Regions from separate parts of the Mus musculus genome. Here regions 1 and 2 are each linked to region 3. The links are chromatin contacts, called in public Hi-C maps. All regions are on one chromosome and are shown on one strand. The core of a region is the stretch at or near the end of the contact, and the rest is flanking DNA. Distances in the headings are between cores, read along the strand shown.

The links. Hi-C and Micro-C count contacts between places; a contact is called where the count stands out from the background.
Region 1: a contact with region 3 is called in a Hi-C map of cerebellum, with 2.3 times the contacts expected there. A contact is called at or near these places in 13 of 484 Hi-C or Micro-C datasets (the C2C12 cell line, the G1E-ER4 cell line, the HPC-7 cell line and 4 more), 4 of 130 datasets of targeted methods (all in embryonic stem cells) and 1 of 9 other capture datasets (embryonic stem cells).
Region 2: a Hi-C map of cerebellum shows a contact between it and region 3, with 1.8 times the contacts expected there. A contact is called at or near these places in 2 of 39 promoter capture datasets (the 3T3-L1 cell line and cranial neural crest), 8 of 484 Hi-C or Micro-C datasets (adipose-derived mesenchymal stem cells, brain, cerebellar granule neurons and 5 more), 4 of 130 datasets of targeted methods (bone marrow-derived macrophages, embryonic forebrain, embryonic stem cells and 1 more) and 1 of 9 other capture datasets (adipose tissue).

What each region holds. Positions count from the first base shown.
Region 1 is chr19:22,903,152-22,907,673 of GRCm38.p6, forward strand. Trpm3 (transient receptor potential cation channel, subfamily M, member 3) reads left to right here. Exons shown (of 26, transcript NM_001362491.1): 18 at 1,484-1,651. Among named protein-coding and RNA genes, the nearest start is that of Gm52388, 21 kb to the right of the region's middle.
Region 2 is chr19:23,685,758-23,690,207 of GRCm38.p6, forward strand. It overlaps Ptar1 (protein prenyltransferase alpha subunit repeat containing 1), which reads left to right and starts at 1,643. Exons shown (of 7, transcript NM_028208.1): 1 at 1,643-1,788. The coding sequence starts at 1,703.
Region 3 is chr19:23,372,917-23,377,569 of GRCm38.p6, forward strand. Mamdc2 (MAM domain containing 2) reads right to left here. Exons shown (of 14, transcript NM_174857.3): 4 at 4,350-4,434; 5 at 1,002-1,139. Among named protein-coding and RNA genes, the nearest start is that of Mamdc2, 73 kb to the right of the region's middle.

The sequences.
Region 1 (4,522 bases), core at 735-3,234, 470 kb before region 3:
TTTCAAGGAAAACATTAAAATGAAAAGATTAAAGGGGGAAATGGATATAAATGATCAAGAGAAGATGGAAGGGTGTTGGTTTCCTTTCATTTTTCTGATGGCAGCTTTTAATTATATGTATATTTAAGATAACAACATGGTGCTTTAACATACACAGAGTATGTATAACTACCAGAGTCAAGCAAATTGGCATATTCATCATCTTGCAGTCACCATTTTGTGCATGTCGTAAGTTTGGCTAAAATATACTCCCTTAACAAATTGTTAGTATGTAGTATGATGTCGTGACCATGTTGCTCTTGATATGCATAAGCTCTCTTGACATACTTATCCCACACTTCTGCATCCTACCCTCTCTGACTGCACTTTTACTGGATCAACACTGTCTGCCATACTCTACCTTTCTTGTGGGCTCTTGGTCCAAGGTTACAAGAAGGTTTCTATGAAGTGAGTCAGGTACTACGTCCCAGAGTCATACTGCTGGTAGTGACCTAATCTGGCCTCAGGTGGAGAGCTGAGCCATTTCTCAGCTCTGAGGACAGGGCATTATACCCTATGAAGATTGCCAGCATGCCATTTGAGCTTCCCAAAACACCTACAATTCAGAGTCATTTCTCCCCACCCCCCCTTTTTTTAAGTCCCCATGAATATTTCAAGGCCTGGCTGTCCATGATATTCACTGACCCTTCAGGATCTAAGCCCCTCCCCTCAGTGCATGTCTTCAAGGAGGCTCATCCTTGGGAGCCTTGTGCACTGGGACCGTTTTAGAATTGAGAGAAGATGAAGCAGTCACTGTTCTTTGATAATGGAGGAGAGAGTTCTGCCATGAGAAAGGTCTTCACAATGAGCGTCCCGACACTGAGATTCACATACAGTGTTTACACATGAAAGCAATGCAGTGCTGATCTTCCTGGGGCTTCTGTGCAAGAAGAACAACTACTCTTGATGAATACTGAGCTCTCTGGGGGTTGGGGGATTCTGCTGTATATTAGCTAATGCCAGCAGAATGTTGTACAGTAGATAAAATGACTCTCTGCATGTGCCTTCAAGGTCAATTTAGAAAGCGTTTCTTTATGGAGCTCATCAGCTAACATATCAACTCTACTTGATACATTCACAAATAAATGCCAGTACATGTGTATGAAGTGATTTTTTACAAAGCCAAGTGCTGTTTAATAACTAAACGGAAATCTTATGTTTTTCTACCTTGGATAAACTCCCTTTACTCAGTTTTCCCCAGGAAAGTAAGAATTAGTAGGTTAAGATTTATCATAGATGGGCCAAAAAATATATATCTTTTTATCATGTGTTTAAATTTCCAAATATCCACATCCCTATACCGTAAATACAACCCCTGTGCATGTGCATGTGTGTGCACAAACACACACACATAGGCCACATCCCAGCTTTCTGATTCTAAGCAAACACCCTAATCTTAATCCTTTAAATGTGATTATTATTATTATCATTATTATTACTTTAGGTAATTCTGGGAATTCTACTTCCTCCTTCAATTCTCAGCTTGGAGTTCAAGAACAAAGATGACATGCCCTATATGACTCAGGCCCAGGAGATTCATCTCCAAGAGAAGGAGCCGGAGGAGCCAGAGAAGCCCACAAAGGAAAAAGATGAAGAGGACATGGAGCTAACAGTAAGGAAACATTTATGCAGTTTTCCTCCCTGGGGAGGAAACTTTTGATATTGCTGGGGTTTAGTAATGCTTGAGAGCAGATAAGGGTTCTCCAGCCCCCTGCCAGGTCTAACCTTATAAGTGTTGAGACTACAATATCATGAGTCGCCTTTTGTGCACAAACAGCACTTCTCTAGGATCCAACTGTATGGAAAGTCTTTCTGCCAATGGTGCCGGAAAAAAAAAAAAAAAAAAAAAAAAACCAGAGCAATGAGATGCAAAGCCAGACAGCCTCAATTCTCCGGGCGAGCATCCGTTTGTAAACATGATGCCATGACTAGCAGTCTTAACACACAAGAATGAGAGGGAAGCCAGGCGCTGTGAGCAGCCAGCTTGGCTGAGCTGGCAACATTCTGCTGGTCAGAAGCGAAGCCCATATCTGTCTTCAGGGTCGAAGTCACAAAACCAGCGCTAATTGAATTTTGAGGTTTGTACGGAAAGCTTTTATTAGCTTCCCAGTACAATTATAGAACACGGATGCTTTGTTCTGCAGAGAGAACAAGACAGCTATGCATGAAACCACTTTCCACAGCCCCCACCAGAGTGACATGACTGGCACTGGCTTGTGCCCAAAGGCTAAAAATAGCCTGCGCTATTAAAGGGACACACAGGGCTTCGTAGCTTGGGAGAGCTGCATCAAACAGCAACTGTATAAGGACAGGTCTGAGGCACCTCAACCTCCCTCACTGCCCCTGGCTACAGGAGTAATGACCCAGAAGGAGCTGTAAGAGGGGAAGATGAAAATTGGTTTGGTTCAGGTGACAAAAAGACTTTGCATGAGTCTTCTCCCTGGAACAGCCATGAGACATGTTCCTCTTCCATATGCACAGCATTTCTTTCCAGAAAACTCCTTCCTAGGGATTTGGTAAGAGATGTGATCCTTCATTTACTGGATGAAAAGCCAATTTTTGTTTCAGCTCCCAGATCTCTGTAAAAATCTATGTAGTCATATGTAACAAAAAACAAAAACAAACAAACAAACAAACAAACAAACAAAAACATGCCCTGGCCTGCCCTGCAAATAATGGCAGCAGAGACTGCCTTCCCTGAAAATCATGTCATAATATTGATCTCTGAACTCCTCAGATGAGAAATGGTATTTTAATCATGGGTAGTATAGATACTGAATTCTTGCTGGCTGTTTCAGCAAATAGGTAAAGAGTCAGAATCCTGCCCCTTCACCTACTTGCTGTGTGACCTTGAACACAATTTCATCTCTTCAAGAGTGGGAGTATAGGTTTGTCTGCCTCCTGGGTGGTTATATGGCTTAAAGAGTAAACTACCTGGGCCATGATCATGATGTAAAATGGATGGATGGATGGATGGGTGGGTGGGTGGATGGATGGATGGATGGATGGATAGACGGATGGATGAATGGATACAGAGAGACAAACAGACATAGGTGGATACATAGATAGATAGATAGATAGATAGATAGATAGATAGATAGATAGATAGATAGATAGATAGATAGATAGAAAGAAAGGAAGAAAGAAAGAAAGAAAGAAAGAGAAAGATAATGGGTGAATGGGTGGATGAGTGGATAGCTAGACAGACAGACAGACAGACAGATGATAGAGAAACCACTTAGGCACATGGATGCAAACTTAGACTGACAACTAAACATTAATAAATGTTTGCTTATGGTGTTGAAACAGTGCTGTACACTCTATCCACCCCCTACTACTCATGGGAACACATCATGCCTGTCAAGTAAACATTTTTCTACCTCACAGATTAGAAAGCAAGGACTCGGAGATTAAATTGCTCACATTTACCCAGCTGGCTAGTTGCAATGGTGGTATTAGAATCCAGACATACATGCTTCATTAGCTGTTGTTATATACTTAACAACCTCTGCCAATTGTCAAGGGAAAGAATTGTTTCTATTATCAGATGGCTCTGCTCAGTGGATTTGGTTCACCACAGAGTAGGGAGCCTCCAAGGGACGCAAGGTGTCCCAGATCAAGTGAGGTGTGGCTCCCTCACAGGCACGAATCCTGGGACGAGAGCCCAGAAGCTGAATGGTATTTTCTGAGGCTGGGTATAGAGAAGGGAGCTTCCCTTGTCCTCTAAGAGCTTTAGGGACTTTGATCCTTTAGGAAGACACTATAAAAGATGTCTCCCTAGTCCCAAAGCACCATGGGCTTGCCAAGGAATAGATAGATCCCAGCACTGTTCACTGAGAACATGAGTAGGAGGGGTGATGATAAGTAGAAACCTCACAGAGAAGAATAAAGTGGGGACTTGTGGGCTGCAGGCCTTCAGTGGGGTCAACATTGTCCTTGCAAGATAGCTTCTTTTCACCCTGATGGCAAAATCTGTTTTTGCTTCTCTGGTGAACATCTCACCCTAGACAGGATTGGATAAAGGCCCTGTTGACAAACCTGTTTCCTTCATAGGTCTGATATTCGAGCTTCTAGCAAAATGAAGACTAGGACATCCTTGGTTGCTTCCAAAATGATACCTAAGACTATCCAGTCACTACTTGGCCCATGTTTGTAGCCTTTGGCAGCTTAATTTACATCAAAGGATCTTTCTCCTTACTGACACCTGTCTCAAACCTGCACTGGGCAATCATATATTTGACCCTGTTGAAACCTCTTCCTCTACTAGAAAAATATTTTTTTTGTTTTCTATTTTAAACTGTTTTTTAATGTTTCTTTTATACATACATGGCCCTGTTAAATTCTGCTTTAAGCAATGTCAAAGGAAAGGTTTGACCATGGGGAAAAGAAATCAACAGAATCAGTGATTTAGGCCACTAAGGCTGGAGCTGATGAAGCGGCAAGCCTGAGAGAGGCAGGACTTTACAAGTGTACCCTCCTCTGC
Region 2 (4,450 bases), core at 393-2,892, 310 kb after region 3:
CTTGAGTTCTGTAGATTGTATTCTGGGTATTCTATATGTTTTTTGGCTAATAACCACTTATTAGTGAGTATATACCATGCATATCCTTCTGGGCCTGAGTTACCTCACTCAGAATGATATTTTGTAGTTCCATCCATTTGCCTGCAAACCTCATAATGTCCTTGTTCTTAATAGTTGAGTTGTACTCCATTGTGTAAATGAACATTTTCTGTATCCATTCTTCCATTGTGGGACATCTGGGTTGTTTCCAGCTTCTGGCTCTCACAAATAAGGCTGCTATGAACATAGTGGAGCATGTGCCCCTGTGGCATGGTGGGGCATCTTTTGGGTATATGCCCAAGAGTGGTATAGCTGGGTCTTTAGGTAGACCTATTTCCAATTTTCCGAGGAACCTCCAGTAGCATATTACTTTTTAAAAAAATGTAAAAGATGTGTGTGCGTGTATGTTCCCACAGAAGCCAGAAGAGGATGTTGGATCATCTGGAGCTGGGGTTACAGGTGGTTGTGGTTGCTAAAAACAAGTGTACTTCATTGCTAAGCCATCTCTCCAGCCCCTGGTATCACTCTTCGACAGGACTCTTGAACTTGCTCTTGGTCTAGGGATGCAACACACCCCATTTGTCTCACTGCTTCTCCCAGAGCTTGTCAGAGTCTTTTAGGGTCTTAATCAGGTCTGTTTTGCTTTCCACAAGTTTGTAGACTGTCTCTTGTTTCTTCACCAGGATCAGGACCAACCACAGTTTGCTTTTCAGAGATCCAAGTTTCAAATAGCCCAGCCAAAGATAACCTTGAATGTCACCTCCTGTTTTTACCTCCCAAGATCACAGCCACGCACTACCTTGCCAGGGCCAAAAACCAAAAATTAAAAAGATACAGACTTCAAGCATCAGAGAAGGAGGAAGAGGAGGAGGAGGACGGGGAGGAGGAGGAGGAGGAGGAGGGAGAGGAGGAGGAGGAGGAGGAGGAGGAGGAGGAGGAGACACCATCACCAGTTAGAGGCAGTCAGAACTTTGTACTTAGAAGGGACAAATAAACCTGATATATAAAAATAAAAATTTTAATTACAACACTTTTAAAATCCAAATGGAACAGAGCAATCTTATAATTTGTGGAGCAAGAGAGGTCAGGAACAATTGTCAAAGCCTTTATTTTATTTTATACTCCAAATTAACGTAGTGATCACGAAATGTATCAAAAATGCTAAAAGTACAGAAGTACAGTGGGTTACTTTTGTTTTTAACCTTATCCCCGAGATCTGAAGGGTTCTTTCTCCTGTACTTTCTTTCCTTTGCTTACTACATTACAAGATCTAACTAAACGCGCTACTTTACACTTCATGCATAAAGTAGCACAGGCGTGCAAAAGGAGGTCAGCAACCCGCCTCCTCCCCGGGTGGGCCGGTGAAGCGGGCCTGGTGCAGCCATCCGGAGGTCCCTGGGTAAAGGCCACTCTGGGACACGGCTGCTCGGAGAAGTGCGGGGGAAGCCTCCTTCCTCCACGCCTAGTGAACCAAAACTCCACCAAAAGCCACCGAGCTCGAAGAGCCGGCCCAACCCAGCGGTGCTGCGGCCCTCCCTGACCCGGAAGTGCTCGGCGGCCTCGGCGAGAACGCGCCTGAGCCAGCGCGCGCGCGCGCCCCCGCGGAACTCCCGCCGGCGGCTGGGCTCTGCCGGAGGCGCGCCCGATCGCGGCGGCCGCCAACATGGCCGAGTCGAACGAGGAGGTGGCGGTGCTGGTGCAGAGGGTGGTGAAGGACATCACCAACGCCTTCCGAAGGAACCCGCACATGTGAGTGGCGCGCCCTGCGCCGCCGGGGTCGTCGGGGGCGGCTCGGGGCCGCGCTCTAGTCCACTCGCCGGGGCCGCTCGGGGCCCACGCGCGCTTCCGACAGGCGGAGCGCGGCTGGGACTGTCGCGCCGAGCCGGCTGGCCGTTACCAAGACGCGTGGCGGGGCAGTGCCGGGGAGCGACCTCCGAGAGCCACGTCGGAGCGTGGAGTTTTCTGCCCTGCGCGACGCGTCCCGGGAGTTGTGGCAACTCTTCTCCCCGCCGCCCTCCGCCGGGATGCGCTTGCCCCGCGGGCCACTACCGTGGGTCTCTGTGTCTTGGAGGCGACTCTCGGTTGCATCCAGTGCGTGGCTATAGAGGATTATCCACCCCATCATACTCCCTACAGCCCCCTTTCGGGTTAACTAAAGGTGATTGGAAGCTGCCTTTGACTTTTCGACTCGCTTGTCACAAAATTGCAAAGCGAGTCGGATGTAACAATTTTTGAAGGTGACCTGAGTGGATCTTATAAAGCTGTTGCAAACTGGATACTTTTTTTTTATTAGTAGCGCGTCCGAAGTTACAGACGAGCATCTTAAGGCATTCTTACCTAGCATTGTTGCCTTCTAAAAGTTCACTCCTGAACTGATACATATATTATCTCTTTCTCCTCCCTTTCCATTTTATTTGTTACTCTCTAGGAAGATACTCTTAAGATTGTATTTTTCTTTTCCTGATACTCTCCCTTTAACGAATGGAAAGGAAGCTACTAAAGAGTTACCTACATCAGTATACAAAAGAATAAGAAGCCAGAATGTAGCCCATTCCTGGGGAAACAAACATGAAGTCCGGTTTTGTATTATTTTCTCATTGGTTATACAATTTATTTTTAATATTTTAATTTTTTTTACTAAAACACATGAATTATTTTTACGCATTCTAGCCTCCTTAGCTTTTCCACTAAATGAAAGGCCAAACACTTTAATCAAGTGTTCTTTTCCTCCAAGATGATCTCAGAAAAGAATTTAGAAGTCCTCAGATGGCCTGCTTTCTTCTCTCAATTAAGGACTTAAAACTGTACTTCCTTCAAGACAAAAGACTACTGGCCTCTAAACATACCTGCCAGCCCCGACAGCCCCTAAGTCGTCCTCCTTTCCTCTTTTGACTGCTGACTTTTTTCCCCAATGAGTGTTTGGAGTGATTTCCTGGCAGTAGCCATAGTGGCTGCTGGGCCTTTTAAGGAATGCTTTGATGTCTTGTGTGTCTGTCTTTGAGGCCCTTTTTGAGAATTCCAGCTGCAGAGCAAGTAAAAGACACATCCTTTGGGGGGGGGGGGGAAGCTGGGCAAGTGAGAAGGTTCATTTTTTAATCACTGGTGTCATTTTCTAAAACATTGTAACAAAGGTTAGACATTTAATATCGTGATCACTCCAGTTTCTCATCTTTGAGGTGGACAAAAAATACTATATTTGGCGAAATTATGATTAGTTAGTTCTGGAGGTTGACCCAGTGGAATGTGGATCAGGTCTCTGTTTTTCTGGATCATCAAAAACTCCTAAAGGGCTTCAACTCCTCTCTCTTCATCATAATTTTATTCTGCGGTCTCACTAATATATACTCTGTCAACATAGAATTTATGGCTATTTGTAAGTATTTGGGTCATTTGAATTTATAAAGGTTTGAAAGAAGTGAAGGCTTGAGAGAAGTTGGGCACTTGAAGTAAGTTTCGTAAGCTGTAAACATTGAAATCGCTCAATTCATTGTTTAGTATTTGTCAGCAGCTGTATTTTAGTACATATTCCATACAGTAGGAGTATCTTCTATCCATCTTTTAAAATGTCTTTTGTGTTAGACTTTTCAGAAGTGCCAATATGTCTTTGCTTAATCTAGCCTTTTTAGACTCAAGAAGGCTGTATTTCTAGTTTTAAAAACAGATATTATCTACCTTTAAAGTTACTATCTAATAACAGTATTATAAAAGTTTTTCATTAATTACCTTTGTTTCCTGTCTTCTCCAAATTAAGATAGGTTGCCAATTTATTTGTTACCATCTACTCTCTTGAATATATTAACTTTGTTTCTGTAGAAATGTCTGCCTGAAGCAGCCAAAGGCTCTGTGCTATAGGAACATAGGAACGATGCTTCTGTCGGCTATGACTGAGTTCCCCCAGGCTCAAGGCTGTCTTGATCTTGAAAGGCCAATGAGCATTCAGAGCGCCAGTTAACCTAGGTCCCTCCACTCCTTGCCAGAACACTTTGCAAAGTGGAAAACATAACATAAATATTGTTCACATGGGTGACTGAGAATCCTTTTGGGTTCTCTGCAACTAGTGGCTTGACCCAGGAATATTTATTACCAGGAGGTATAGACTGTGCCTTAATGTGGAAGGCAGCTATCTACTGTATAACCTAATTAGGTCATCATGTTAATATTCTCTTATCCAGAAAATTGTTCTTTTTCAATTGAATGTTGTTTTAGTTAGGGCTTTACTGCTATGAACAGACACTGTGACCAAGGCAACTCTTATTATAAAGACCAACATTTAATTGGGGCTGGCTTACAGGTTCAGAGGTTCAGGCCATTATCATCAAAGTGGGAGAATGGCAGCATCCAGCAGACATGATCAGGAGAAGCTGAGAGTTCTATATCTTCATCTGAAGGCTGCTAGAAGACTGGCTTCCAG
Region 3 (4,653 bases), core at 940-3,439:
ACTCACTTAGTCCGAAGGCCACCTGCTTAATCTATCTGGCCCTTGTGGAAAACTGAGTCTGAGATTCTGGGTACAAGGAGGAGGGGGAGTATTAACAAAGAGAGTGGTGTTGTCAAGATGTAGACTCCAGAGCCCAAGTGACCTGTAGAATGGATACACTGGACATAAAGTTGGAGACATGTTTTTAAACATTTAGATAATGAGAAACTGCAGTCAGTAAAGGACAGAGAGTAAGAAACCACAAACAGTTGCCTTGTGTCCAGCTAAGGGTCCACGCAGTCATGAGTAAATAATCAAAACTGAATGGACTCTTCACTATCTGTGAGGATGTATCAGGAGTGAAAATGCAAAGGATCCAATGTCCTTACGTTCGCTTTCGAGGAAAGCCAGGATCTTCGCAATACTTAGGAAAGACCACAGACTGGGGGACTGCTCTGTCTTGGAGATGAGGAGACATAGTGATTTACAAAACTACCAAGGCCAGATGTGACCAGTGAGACACCGGAGGAAGGACACCCTTGCTCTGGTCTACCTTCGGACTTTCTCCTGCCCTCGCTGTGAGAGCCTCTGCATTTTCCTTGCAGAGTGCTTGCGTACTTGGCCACCAGGGGGCCCTATTGCACCCTTCAGAAGGAATAATCATTAGCATTGGTGGTCTCATGGGAAATTCTTAAGGGCTGGTCACCCTGCGATCTATTTTTAATAAAGACAGCCTTGTCTTTAGAAATGAGAACAGCCAAATAGATAAGAAGTAAAACATTTCATGGGAATGTAAAAACAGCCAAGGTTATAGATGAGCCGAAGACTCACTCTGTGGCTTCCTTAGCTACATACAAGCTTATGTCTGCAGTTTTCTGTCTCATAGATTGTCCCTCTCTCCTGCCTCTTCCACCTGGTCTTCCATTGTGTCCCCACCCCTTATTCTGTCGACCAAAGCCAGGCAGTGGGAGTTGAAGGCAACGTTCACCCTGGAAAGAAGACTGCATTTGTGGTCGGCTCACCGTGCTCACTCCTGAAGGTGTGATCCTGTGGGAGGATGGAGTGGGTGTTCTTCGCAGTTCCTCCTCCCACGAACCAGTTCACATTGGGATTCCAGCGGTTCACAAAGCCACAGAGATGGTTTTCTTCAAAGTCACATTCTGGAGGAAGAGACGTAAACAGACATTTCATGGAGCTGCAGTTACACCGGGGGGGGGGGGGGACACCCATACTGACTGCATACTCTGACCTTAGTCATTCTAAGGGCTCTTTTTCTCAACCATCGACCAGAAATTCAGAACAATATCGGGCAAGGAGAGAGATCCAGTAATGAGTCGATGTTCTGATTCATCATTGCCTCTCTGAGCCCTTTCTCCTATTAGCCATGTGGCTTGTTGTTCTCCTATTAGCCATGTACAGCTCTCAGTATGTCCATGCTTGATATTAGCTGATGAGTTTTTGTCAGCCTACTAAATTAATCAATTGGTCAAAGTTTTGGTCCCGGGGCTACATCCAAGGTCTTGTATGTGTTCATCATGCACTTTACCAGTGACCTGTGTTCACAGCTCTAATGTGTCTATTTTACTGTACTATTTTAGAGTTATTCCTCAGCTCTAGACATTTTCTCCACCACCCTTTCTGTTCCCTGATGGCCCAGCCCTCCATCTCTCTGTGGCGAACAAGACTTCCAGAACTCAGAGGCACGTTTCCAAGATGCTGAAACCCCCCCCCCCCACTTGTCTGATGAGTAAGAGTCGAGTGAGAGTATGTGGGAGAGGAGCACACTGGGACCAGGGCCTTTCTGCAACTCCTGCCTAGAGATGAGGAAGACTGAAGTAAAATCTCTGTGCTTGGGAATGGTGTCGTGTTGCTTCTGTACATTGCTTCTCATCAACAAACTCTTTTAGCAGGGAATTTATAAACATAACTCAGCCGCTGACCCCATAATCCTGCAATTATCAAACAAAGGATGATTCCCGTCCTATTCTTCTCTACTGCTCCATCCCCCTTGTTGGGTTCCACCAAGGGAGGGGAAAGAGGTTGATATCAGGCTTAGAACCCATCTCCATCACTGCCAGACTACCATGGTGAGCTATGGCCCTTTATAGAAGGAACAGCCTAACCAGAAGTCTTGACCATACAACCACCCTTTCCACTTGCTAGTAATTCCTCTTCCTGTCCTGGCTAGGAAGCGAAGGGTCAAATATGGCCTTGACCATCCTTGGCTAGCCAGATGGCAGGTTATGAGTCATAGCTGGCTCTAATTCTGGTCACTGTGCCAGCACCTGTTGGCATTTTTACTTTGCAAGGCTTTGTGGTCTGGTTGATGTCAATGGGCTTTCTTCAAATTACAGAGGCGGATCCCCACCTCCACTCCCACACCCCACAGAGCCACCCCGTTCCCACCAGAATCCTAGCTGGGACAGTTGTCAGCGTGCACTGACAAATTTTAAAATTTCTTTTTTTTTTTTCAAATTACCACGGCAGTATCTGCCAACTGATGCTCAACATGTAGTGCCAAGGGCTGTCATGGAGTGGAATAAAAAGCAAAATCCTCCTTAGTGTGCCAGGCAGCAGCCTAAGCTTCTTCTATGAACTCACTTAATCCCCAGCATCGCTCCAGATAGACAGTGTTATGAATCCAATTGCACTGAAGGGGAACCAAGAGAAGAGGAGAACACAGAGCTAGGAAGGGTGACAGTGTGGCATCCTTTTTGTTGTAACCAAACCAGAAGCCACCGTATCATCTGGGGGCAAGAACTGAACGTTACTTCAGTGCCAGTACTTTGTCAACCACCCTTAACTCTACTTCTCAGCCATCACGGGAACCAGCTTCTGTCTTTCTTTCTTTCTTTCTTTCTTTCTTTCTTTCTCTCTCTCTCTCTCTCTCTCTCTCTCTCTCTCTCTCTCTCTCTCTCCCTCCCTCCCTCCCTCCCTCCCTCCCTCCCTCCCTCCCTCCCTCTCTCTCTCTCTCTCTCTTTCTTTCTTTCTTTCTTTCTTTCTTTTTTTACTGGCGATGAGGACAAGTGTGTGTGTGTGTGTGTGTGTGTGTGTGTATACATGCACGTGCCCACGTGCACATGCAGTCAGGGACTGATCCAGCGGAGCTCCCCAAATGTGTCTGACTGCTTCTGTGTGTGGAATGGCAGCACCCAGACTACTCAAAGGAGGAGACTGAATGGAAGTTCTCTGCATCTACATAAAGTACTTTTTTTTTTTTTTAGTCTCTTTTTCTTCGTTGCATTAGAGGTATCAGTGAAAGACCAAACATAGAAGCCAGAGCACAGGGCATTCATGTAGGCTCCTTGTTCAGGAGCAGCATTAACCCTTCACTGACTTCAGCTGAGTCTCCAGTCTAAATATTGTCAATGCTGAGGTGTCTCTCAGATCTACTGATTTTTTTTTTTCTTTTCTACTCTCTGATCCCAACCCCCCAGTTTAAGGTCCTCATTCTATAATCCCTACAAATCCGTGTTTCTTCTGGGATTTTCCTAGGTCCTATGTATCTGTATTTCCTTGTTTCCAGTTCATGGACACCACTGCCATCATCTTGAAGCCACAGCTGCATGCCTGTCCCCTGCAGGCTAACTCTAGCACCTCCCTACCTCATAATTCCAGAAAGCCAGGCTCCCTGCCCTGAGTCCTGTTTCTATAGGAAGCCCCCTGAGGGTTCTGACAACTCAGCTCTGGGGTCTGCACCTGTCTGCTCAGATCTCGCAGCCTCAGCCCCCCAAAGAACCCGTTCCTCCCATGTGCACCTTCGCAGACACCAGCCTCTCATCATGTAAAGTGTAATGGCCGGTGTCTAAGGAGGAATAGTCAGGCACCCGTGGACCAGGGACTATCCTCTCTTCCTGCCTTCTCAAAACTGTCACGTAGACAATTGATCCTGCCTACACCAGCTAGGATCTAAGTGACAATAGAGATCATTAAGATAGCAGCAGCAGCAGCAGCAGCAGCAGCAGCAGCAGCAGTTTAACAAGAAAGTAGATGACAGGATAGATTGTCTGCTCTTCTGGCAAAGGGCACACACACACACACACACACACACACACACACACACACACAGAGTTCACAGCAAACCAGCAATTATTTTTATCAGAGCTGGGTGGGGTTAGAGAGCATCGCCCGAGGGAGAAGTTGGTTTTGCTTGTTAACCCAGCCAGTTAGAGCAAATGCTAATGAGCCTTTCCACACGGAAGATGGAGGATCAATGTCCCATCTTCAGGTGACCCTAGCAAAGAACAAATGCTAGCATTTTGCATCATGCTCCGAGACTCATTCAGCCTTCAGGATCGATTTACTGCTTTCTGGCTGTGGACGTAGGAAGAGATTTGCATTCCGCTGCCACAACCACAAAACTCACTCACCAATACAGTAGCCGGCTGTCATCTTGATTTCAAAGAGGGCAATGCTAGCCGTGTTTCCTTGTCCCAGGACACCTTCTATCAAAATCTGTACAGCATACAGGGGAAAGGAATCAGGCATCAAAACACTGTGTTTCTTGTCCAAAATTTCAGTTCTTAGTGAGGAGCTGTTACTCAGTACGGTTCATAGCTGCTGAATGAATTTTATTATGGACTGTGTATGTGTGCATTTGTACCTGTGCACACACGAACACATACATACCCTGAGGACTTTGACCTGAGTGAAGTCTCCATCAGAAGCCTGGAG